Regions from separate parts of the Mus musculus genome. Here region 1 is linked to region 2. The links are chromatin contacts, called in public HiChIP or PLAC-seq maps. All regions are on one chromosome and are shown on one strand. Each heading gives the region's core, a stretch centred on a gene start, on an enhancer-like site or on the middle of the called end of the contact. The rest is flanking DNA. Distances are from core to core; before and after follow the strand shown.

Region 1 (4,956 bases), core at 2,154-4,653, 160 kb after region 2:
TCCTCTTCCTTCAGGCTCTTGGTACCTTCTTCTTTGGCGGTGGCTCTCAGGTGCTGGTTTATCTGATTGCTGAATACCAGGTACAAAGAATGGTCCATGTAACACCAGGAGAGACTTAGATCTCAGAGCCAATTAAAACCATGTGGAGAATGTCTTGTGAATATAGAGCTGTGATAAATTGTTTAAAATGGGATCAAGATACAGATCAAAAGTTAAATGGAAACAACAGCAGTTTAATCATTCTTGTAGACAACTTCTACTCCCATGTTCTCTTTCATTTCTTACACCATTTATTACCCTTGACATTGTGTATATTTACTCGTCGGTTAGCAAATTTTTAAATACTATCCACCTCCTTTCCCCCAAAATACGAAGCAGATTTAGAACAGGAGCTCTTTGGTACTGTTCATAGCTGAAAGCTGAGTGTTCAGGGCAGTCAGTGACAGGTACAAGTGGCTCAAACAGTGGAATGGATGGATGGATGCCAGGCATGCGCCAGACTCTCTATTAGATGCTAGGAGAGCAATGAGGTGGGTCCAACCGTGTGCAACTTATGTTCACAGGGAGGTGGCTGTTCTACAATCTATACACTAATATTTTGCTTCTCACACTCATGAGAACTGTGAACATAGCCACGGGGGAAATGTCACAGAGAGTGAAAACAGATGTAGCTCAAGGAGGGAGATGACCTTTGAAATAGAATCTGAACCATGAGAAGGAGGAAGCCATGTGAGGGGAAGAACACACAAGCAAGTCACCCATGGCTGCAATGTGACCCTCAAGACGGGGATACTGAGTCCTAGCAAAGGTGATTGGGGGCTTTACAAGGTGGTGATCCATAAAGGATACTCTCCCTGTAAATAGGACTGAAGTCCTTTAAGAAGAGGCTCCCTTATCCTCCCACCTTTGTAAATGATGAGGGCACTCTTCTGGAACACACAATGAAGGCACTATCTTGGAGAGAAAAAATAACCTTCATTAGACAAACAAATCTGGAGACCCTTCTTCCATCTCAGACTTTCCAGACCCTGGGACCAGGAAGCATAAATGTCGATTCTGGATCAAGCTCACTGTCTGGTGAACTAAGGCTCCAGTGGAGGACGTATGCCTAGAATAGCTTTATAGAGCGACATGCGACAGAGTTGGAGGTGTCCTGCAATAGGGTGTGAGAGGTGGAGGCAGGGGTTTAGCTTTCGTTGTGGTTGCAACAGGAAGCCACTCACACTTTCCAAGCACAAGAGTCTCAAGATCTGATTCCTGCATGAAACAGCACTTGTGCACAGTTGCTGTACCATCTGCAGTTACCACTGAAAGGTGGTTTGCAGACTGAGGTCCCCAGTGTCCTCCCTGAGGGATCTACTACAGAAGTGTGGGATAAACAGGACCACTGCCTGGGGTGATGCTATAGAGCCAGATTGGTGGCAAGCACTTGGAATCCAGACTCCTCTCAGAAGGAGACTGAACAACTGAGCCAGCGAATCAGTACAGAGTGACACTGGAATGGTTTCTCTGGAAACTCAAGTCAAAGAGCGAGTGAGAGGCATTGGTCTAGAGGTTACCTCTTCCAGGGAACTGAAGCAGAGAGTGGAAATGAAGAGCTAAAGGTGCTATAACCTGTGCTCGAGTGTGACAAGAAAGCACTTTGCAAAGAGTAGAGCTTCCAGATACAGGGGAAATTGGTAGCACAGTGACTGTGCCAAAGCTGCCCGCTCTGCTCCCTTAAGCTAGAAAAGGCATGCAGACTCAGCCAGCAAGAGCATACACACAGTACAGTAAGAGGCTGCATTTCCTGTATTTTAGCTGCCTGTTTTCCTACTTATATGTGATGATCCATCTGCAGGATTAGGAGTACTGGATGAAACAGAGGGAAAAGTAAAGAATCTAAGTTTGATTGAAAATTTGATTCAATTTGATTTAAATTAATGAGAACACAACTATAAATATGACCACAAGTTTCTAGGGAGAAATAGTTATTTGAAGCAGGGGAAGTAAGTCCCATTCCTAAGATAGCTGGCTGAAAGTGTTTAGGCTTTGGCTTCGAAGGTGTTTGTTTGCATGTTTGCATTTGAACCCCAGAAGGTGTGGTCTTCAGGAGGTTCATTTAAATAGAAGGAATCAGCAGGGCACAGATTAGACACAGGTTAAGGGAAGTTGTAGCATTTGTCAGCATCAAAGCTGTGCTGGGAAAGATTGTCCTCAGGGTGAGTCTCCTGGAAGGGTGGCCCTATTTAAAGTGTCTTAGTAAGATTATAGGAAGAATAGCAGGAGAAAGAAACACGTTTTGAAATGCCAATGAAACTATAATTAGCTCATTCGTCTCCCCCTTGAGCCATTTGAACTGTAGTCAAAGGCTAAAAGTGTGCTTTAGGTCTTCATTCTCCTTGAGGTCCGCGACCATAGCCAATGCATCTCCTGATTTGTGCTGAGCTCCCATAAGTGCTCAGAGCCCCTTTGGGGATGAAAACGACCAATGGTCTGGCGAAGGAGAAAGTGACAGTGGCTGTGTACTAAGGGAAACATTTTGGGCAGAGGAGAACTTTGATTTTTAAGAGAGGTAGAAATCAGATGATGCAGATGAACTGCAGCTACTAAGACGTAAGATTTCTTCTGGAACCAAGTGTTGGCAGGTGATTGAACATCATTGATCGATTTGTTGATCCAGCAATGCACTTAGCCTTGACTGTGTTCTAGGCATTGTGCTAAACCGTAAGCACACGATGAGAAATAAAGCTCGTGAACTCTCTACCCCTAGGAAGCTTATAAAAGTGTGAGGAAGATGCAGGATAACTGAGTGGGTAAGCAAATGGAAAAGACGTAGAGGAAATCCAGCTTGAGAAAGTTATAGGAGCAAACCTTTCTATGGATGGCCACTGAATCTGGATGAATCAGGGGTCCCAGGCAGAGTTTGCAAGGAGGTCACAAAAGGCTGATGTCTCAGCCAGGCGAGTGGCATGAAAGGCTCTGAGACAGGAAACAAACTGCTCTTTGAGGAACTGAAAGGAGGATTTGTAGCCCAATTTTGAGGCTTGTCTTTGAATAAAAATGAGACTCCCAAGCCGTAAGTGCTGGTACACTGTAATCCCAGCACCAAGGAGTTGGAGGCAGGATGAACATGAGTTCAAGGCCTGTCTGGGCTACATTCTGAGACCTCTCTCAAAAACAAACAAACAAACAAACAAACAAACAAACAAACAATAAAAGCAGGGCATGGGGCATCTGAGTGAAGATCTCCTAGAATAAGGGGATAATTAACAACCTCCGAAGGGCAAAGTGTCCCTGGTGACAGACATTTGGGGCACAATATGCATTTTAGAAGGAGAGACTGAGGAAGTCATAAGGAACTCAGCCAACACTTGAGCTTTTGGTCATGATAGGCACAATGAAGAGGATACAAAGGTTGTGATGACGTCAACGAGGAAACCAGAGAAGGCTTTCAAGAAGAAGCCAGCCAGCTAACATGGAACAGCTGCACCTCGAGCGCGTGAAAAGACCCCGAGATCTGCTTGGTTCTCTGTAGCTTTTCCTGGGTGTGAGAAGGCTCGGGCCATTCCCACTGTCCCGCATCACACAAGCACACCACACACGATCCTGTCCAGAGTTGTCCTGTGCCCCCCACAATACACACCTCATCCAGGAAGCCTAGGGCATTGCTCGTGAATGCTTCACTACCTCCCCTTCCTTTTCTCTCTCTACCTTTCTTTCTGTCGCCCTAAACAAATAATCTCTTCAACCCAGCTGCACTGCCAGTGGCATCTCCTCCTCAGTCTCCCCAGGTGCGTACTGGGAAGAGCTGTTGCAACGGAGGAAACCCAAACTGCCAAGAGCAGGAAACCTGTGTGAACGAGGAGGCCAGACCAGGAAATGGGTGTAGCACACTTCACCGCCAAACCAAAGATACGGTTCCACAACCTGCTGCCAGTTTCCGGCTGTGGGGCCTGGCAGCCTCTGGGCCAGGTACTCCCATCGTCCTCAGCGTGTGTATGCACTCTGACCAAATATGGAATCAAAGGCAAGACACGCATGTGAAATATAAGAGTTAAGTGCAGAGTTCAGTTTTCAAATCTAGCACAGATCTTATCACATTGTTATTAAAGATGCACTCAGTGCTATCGAATTATTTAATGTAGACCCAGTAAAATGTTCATGTATATTTTTATTGTAGAAGATGGTCATTTGTCCATAACTGAGTGCCACAAAAATAAACTAAGCACCAGTTATATGCCAAATAATCAGCTTGGAAACAGATGAATCAAGATGGTGATGCTTTGAGATAGGTCTTTTCAGCAAGAGGTGAAGGGACAGCTGACACACTGGCCACTCATTAGCAGCTCTGTGAGCTTGGGCGGCAACTTTGCCTTCTTTAGGCTTCAAGCTAAGTTAACCTCTAAAATGTATCTGTATCTGCTCTTCTGAATCTGCAGATTCGATGCACCAAGATTGAAAATCTTTTAAAATTGCATCTGTATCAATTTTTTGACTTTTGTTCTTATGGTCCCTCGAAGAATACAGCATCACAGGGCTCACACAGCATCTCCATTGTATTAAGAGTCTTGAAAGGGTTGAGGAGATGCCTCTGTCAGTCAAGTGGCTGCCACCCAAGCGTGAGGACCTGAACTCAGATCCCTAGCACCATGTAAGAAGCTGGGAGTGGCAGTGTGCACCATAACCCCAGGGCCAGGAGGAGGAGATGGAAGGGTTCCTTAGCCCAGTGGCCAGCCATTTAGATGGGTCAATGGTGGGCACTATCTCAAAGAATAAGATGGACAAAGGTAAGAAGGAAGACCTCTGCTGTTGATTTCTGGAGTCTATATTCATGTGTGTGTACACATACATTATAAAAACACAAAAGTAAAATTTATAAAAAGGATATTTAGAGATGATTAAAGGGGAATTATGATTATGTGGGAAGATATTGACAGTTATGTACAAATGCATCATCATTTTATATAGAGTTTA
Region 2 (4,856 bases), core at 1,077-3,576:
AGGGATGCAGGCAGGTGACTCCATCAGCCCCCAGCAGGGTGCAGGCAGACACCTCATACTCATGACCTGGCCAGCTGTCAGTCACTCCAGCCACTGCAGCATTAGACTGTGGTAACTTAATCCAGTAGCCCTGTGCTCTCACTTAGACTGGGGACAGTGCCACCTGTGTGTGGGCACAGTGAAAGGAATGACAGCACGCACTCCAAGAGGGTACCCGGCACCAGCAGCCACTATGCAAATGAGGCCTCTAGCTGGTAGTAACAATGACTGGGATAGAGTACATTCCCTACTGGTCATCTGCATCGCTTGCATGCCTGGTGCGTGCGGAGGCTCCCCTACAACTACAGTCAGGGAGAGTTGTGAGCTGCCACGTGGGTGCTGGGAACCCTGGGGCAGAGTCATCACCACCGCCCCCGAGCACCTTGCTCAAAGCCTAAGGCTCCCCAGTGCTTCCTCTGCAGAACTTACTGTCGCCATTGGTGAGCACCCCGTTCTGTTCGCTGCTAGCCAGTGCATCTGTTGTCAGGCTGGTTGCCGAATGGCTGAACATGTCCTTGTCGGAAGGCTGAAAAATCCAAACACATCTTCTATTAAGAATCTGCTGGGCACCAGCGGATACTCCAAAAATCAAAGCAGCCAAAGAAATGCCAGAGTCCATTGACAAAGTTAGGTAAAACAAGAACGGTTAGACTGAACACCATGGATAACTAGATAAACTCAAGTGTTGAGAGTGGGGACCACTTTCTCCAATGGAGAATGGCTGAACTTATTTCCTAAGTATGGTTCTGGTCTCTCAGGCACTGGGGGTCTCCCAGGACTGCAGGCAGCGCATCTCACCAGGTGGTTACAGATGGGCTACGGGTACACTGTGTTTTCCTAGCTCAAGGGGAATGGAGACCACAGATTATTGTGTGGGTCAGAACAGAGCCCAGCAGGGATCAATGCCATCCCTAAAACACAGGTGGTGACAAACAAACAGCAAAGTGTCCCGACAGGAAGAGATTTAAACATGGTCAACACAGCATTTAATGCTATACATTCCCGAGCCTATTTCCGAGCTTTATTGAAACGATCATCTACTGAATAATTGCTTTGCAAACCTTTCCTACTTTCAGAGATGCACAGACACTTGGGAGAACTGATTTTGTTCCTCTGGGCTGATGGTGCTGTGTGGACTGCCTGGAACAACATGGCAGGCAGAGTCCTCACAGGGCAGAAGACAGCAGCTGCTTCTGGATGTGTTCTGTCTAACATGTCGGACCCTACCCTCTTCATGTTAATGGCTTCTGCTGCCCAAGACACAGCCCAGGTCTCAGGATATCACAGGGAAATTCTGATGCAACCTGTACAGGAGTCTTGGGTCGCTGGCTTCACAATCTTACTGACTCTGATGGGAAATCAAATAATAACAGATAATAAGTAGCCCTTGAAGTGCAGCAGTGCGCCAGTGTCCGGGAAGTCTGCTCTTTGGGCCAATACTGCTCGCATCTGCTGCTATAAAGTGACTTGAAGTGTTTGTGCTTTGCCAGGACCCTGAGATGCTCATATTGGAGAAACAGTGTCCTTAGGGGACAGAGAGGGGGACCAAGGGAAGGCTTCCTGCATAGCACGCCACTGCCAAGCTTCTATAATCTCTGTCTGAACTGCTCTTTCCCATCTTAGCCCCCATGAGAAACAAGTCAGCAAACTGGGAGTGGTCTAGGGAAGTCAGGAGCTCAGTGGGCAGCTGTGTGCAGGCCTCACTGGCACTGTCAGCAGGCATCCTGTGGATACAGTCTGTCCTGGAGGTGTGTGGAGGAGATCCTATGTGGGGAAGAGAATGAAGAGGCGGCACTCTCCCTGCCCGCAAAGGCTGCTGTCCTCAGGCAGAATAACGGGGATGAAAGATCGAGAATGACCGGCGTTCATGTGGATGCCCATATCAGAGTGACCGGCAAAGCTTGGTCCCACCCCTGAACACTGGCTTCATACAGTACTCAGGTTGAGCTGCCAGGTCTCGCCATTCCTGAGAGCACTAGGAGGAAGTGAGGCTCGAGTTGAGTTCAGCCACAACCTCCTGTCCACCTGACTGAGGAAGGTGGGCTCTGAAGAAAGACAGGGCCTATCTGTCCACCCCCCATTCCTCCCCTACCCTGTGCAAGCACTGGGGAGCATAGAGACACTGGGAACAAGGAGTGAGACAAGATAAGAGGTGAAAATAGCAGGAGAACATCAGTCAGGGCAGGAGAGATGCTGAGGTCCGGGGTGGCTGTGATGGGTGGTCTCAGACAAAGGAAGAGAGCCCTGGCTGGGGTCCAGGAGGAGCTTCCTGTCTGCTTGGGCTACAGGCACACTGGGAAGTGGGGGTTCAGGCAGCCTGGTACCTCACGCATGTGCTCTGAACATGCTTGCTGGGTGCAAACAGCCCAGGCCCCCCAGAGTTTAAATGCATATGTGCTTCCTGGCTGGGAGCAGGAAGCGCCCTCTCTCCTAGACCTGCCCTGGGGCCCAGCGGGAGCTCAACCCAGCCCTGCAGACACAGCTGCTGAGGCTGCTGCCACTTAAGGGCACAACAAAAGGTCACCACCCAGGTGGACAGCTCTCTCCTTGAGACTGCTGGGTCTCTCAGGATCCCATCAAATGCTGACGATCCGATAACGCACCAAGGCCAAGCTATGCTGTGGGCTCCAGGCCCCGATGAATGGCTGCAGCGCCACCCAAATGCATGCCAAAATCTCAGTCCCTAGTGCCACAGCCTAACCTCATCTGAAAGCAGGGCTATTTCAGATGGCACTAGTTAGGACTGAAGTCAGAGAGGTACAGTTGCTATCTTGGCTTCAAGACATACATTCAGAGAGGGAAGGTGACAGCAAGGACTAGGTGGGTGTGCACTAAGGAGCTGAGTTTGGGAACAGATCTAGCTCTGGAAGGGGCTCGTGTGACAACACTGAATGCTGGACTCTGCTCTCCAGAGCAGAGAGACAAGAAATCTTAGATGAATTGTCTAGTTGTTCCTTGTGACAGCCCTCCCAGACCAGGAGGGGCATGAAGACATCTCTGCAGAAGCTACCCTGAACACTGGTCAAGCCAGGCTCCCAGCCGTACATACAGTATACAGAAAGCCACAGCTAATATCCATTTACGTCCCCATGCCAGCTTCAGTTGTGTCGAAAGCCAGTAGCGCCATGCCTGGAGAGGTGTACTCGGACAGACAGACAGCCACACCGAGGCTTACCACATTCATCAGGTTCTCATGGTCCCCGCTATGCTGCCGTGGCTTCTTCTCTCTGAAAGGGAGAAGAAAATACCATTCTGATGTCAAATGTGTCCCTTAAAGTGAAGTGGACACCATACTTCCCTAGCCTAACATTTATCAGCTCCGCCTCTCTGGTTTTATTAACCAGGTTAATAAAACTAGATCAGAAAAAGTCCTGACCTACAGCAAAGGCTGAGCCCGCTTCTGGCACACCCCTTCCCAGAGGGTCAAGTTCACTACGGGAGACAGCGGGCTGCAAGCAGGATCTGTCTGTGCCTGGAACACTCAGATGACAGACACTGCCTTTATTCTTTAGCAAATCCTAACAATGACCTCATCTTCTCCCTTAAGAGTCTGTGAAGTCACGTGCCGTAAGGGATGAGAGAAAATATGGGAGATACTACTTTGGCACATCAGGGAGGTGACATTCTCTCAGGATGAGTCATAGGTACTTCCAGTCTACGGAAAAGTCTGCCTAGTAAAAACAGAATGTGTTTTACACAGAACAGGCTAAAGAAAGCCATTGGTTGTAAAGACCACATTTCTATCTGTGGCGAGAAGAGGGTGACACCTAGCGGGAGAGTGAGTCATTACAGTAGCAGATTCTTGAAGTTTTGGGGAGCCAAGTCTAGTGTCTCTAGGCTTGTCCTGTCCTTCAAGACCTGAGTCCTTGCTTGGCAGGGACTAGGAGAGGCTGCAGAGGCCAGAGGGCATGGGTTTCTCTTTTTGACAGATTTTAGAATGGGATCCAAATCGAGAGAGTTGAGTATGGAGCTGGCTAAGCTGGTTCCCACTGGCTCCCAGCTAGACCAGAAGGCTGCACCCTGCATCATCTCTGACAGTTCTGGGCATCCGTCTTGGTTACAAAGAACTTCACTTCTCCCTGAGCCAAGGGAGACAAGTATAATGCTGAAAAAAAGAGAAAAAAGGCTTCCATTTTCAGTGAGCCTCTCTTGTAGGAAATACAAGCCTATGTCTTCCTAAAGGGCAGTTTATCACACACAGTTTTACTAATATGTGAGCTCTCCAGGCCACGCAATAGTGAGCACCCTCAGTGACTTCCCACTGTGGCAACAGGATGTAGTACCTCACACTTAGATTTCAGTATGCCCATGGCCAAAGACAGCACACAAAGACTGTGCTCAAAGAATTGCAGAATTCATTCCAGACATTTAGATAGGAAGGGCTCTTTGCTTTGCCCTCCAGGAAGATCAATAAGCATTTTCAATTGACGAATGAAGAATGCCCTTTGTGACCAACCCATGAATGTGGGCCAGGGAGGCTCTTAATAAAGAGGCTCCGTGGGACACAGGGAAAACAGCAGGTTTAGGCTCTAGAACATGCATGTTTGTTCTAACCTGTCGCAAGTGGAACACAGGAGGACGAGGAAGGTGATGAGGAAGAACATGGCCACGGCAGCCAGACTTCCCCACAGGACCATCTGCATCTGCATCTGCCCACTGCTCAGTACGCTTCCTGCAGGGCCCATGGTGGGAGCTGGGGTGACCAGCAGGTGGGGTCAGTTCTTCATAGGAGATCACATGGGTCTAGAAGGCTTCATCCTCCTGCAGAGAGAACGACACTACACGTTCAGAATCCCTTCCCGGGAAAGGCTGAGCAG

What was found. HiChIP or PLAC-seq counts read pairs in DNA pulled down with a chosen protein or histone mark.
Region 1: a contact with region 2 is called in an H3K27ac HiChIP or PLAC-seq map of microglia, with 4 times the contacts expected there. The contact joins two enhancer-like sites. A contact is called at or near these places in 1 of 15 datasets of contacts at CTCF or cohesin (pro-B cells), 6 of 484 Hi-C or Micro-C datasets (CD8 T cells, the G1E-ER4 cell line, embryonic stem cells and 1 more), 4 of 115 datasets of contacts at active chromatin or transcription factors (CD8 T cells, embryonic stem cells, large pre-B cells and 1 more) and 2 of 9 other capture datasets (adipose tissue and liver).

What each region holds. Positions count from the first base shown.
Region 1 is chr3:9,862,053-9,867,008 of GRCm38.p6, forward strand. No RefSeq gene overlaps it. Among named protein-coding and RNA genes, the nearest start is that of Gm33273, 21 kb to the right of the region's middle. Within about 2 kb of position 3,404, at least 79 of the 459 cell types and tissues checked have an H3K27ac peak or open chromatin away from gene starts, as enhancers often do. A contact at or near this core is called in microglia, where this site is marked.
Region 2 is chr3:9,701,490-9,706,345 of GRCm38.p6, forward strand. Pag1 (phosphoprotein associated with glycosphingolipid microdomains 1) reads right to left here. Exons shown (of 9, transcript NM_001195031.1): 4 at 4,594-4,800; 5 at 3,215-3,266; 6 at 469-565. The coding sequence starts at 4,724. Among named protein-coding and RNA genes, the nearest start is that of Gm33169, 41 kb to the left of the region's middle. Within about 2 kb of position 2,327, at least 22 of the 459 cell types and tissues checked have an H3K27ac peak or open chromatin away from gene starts, as enhancers often do. A contact at or near this core is called in microglia, where this site is marked.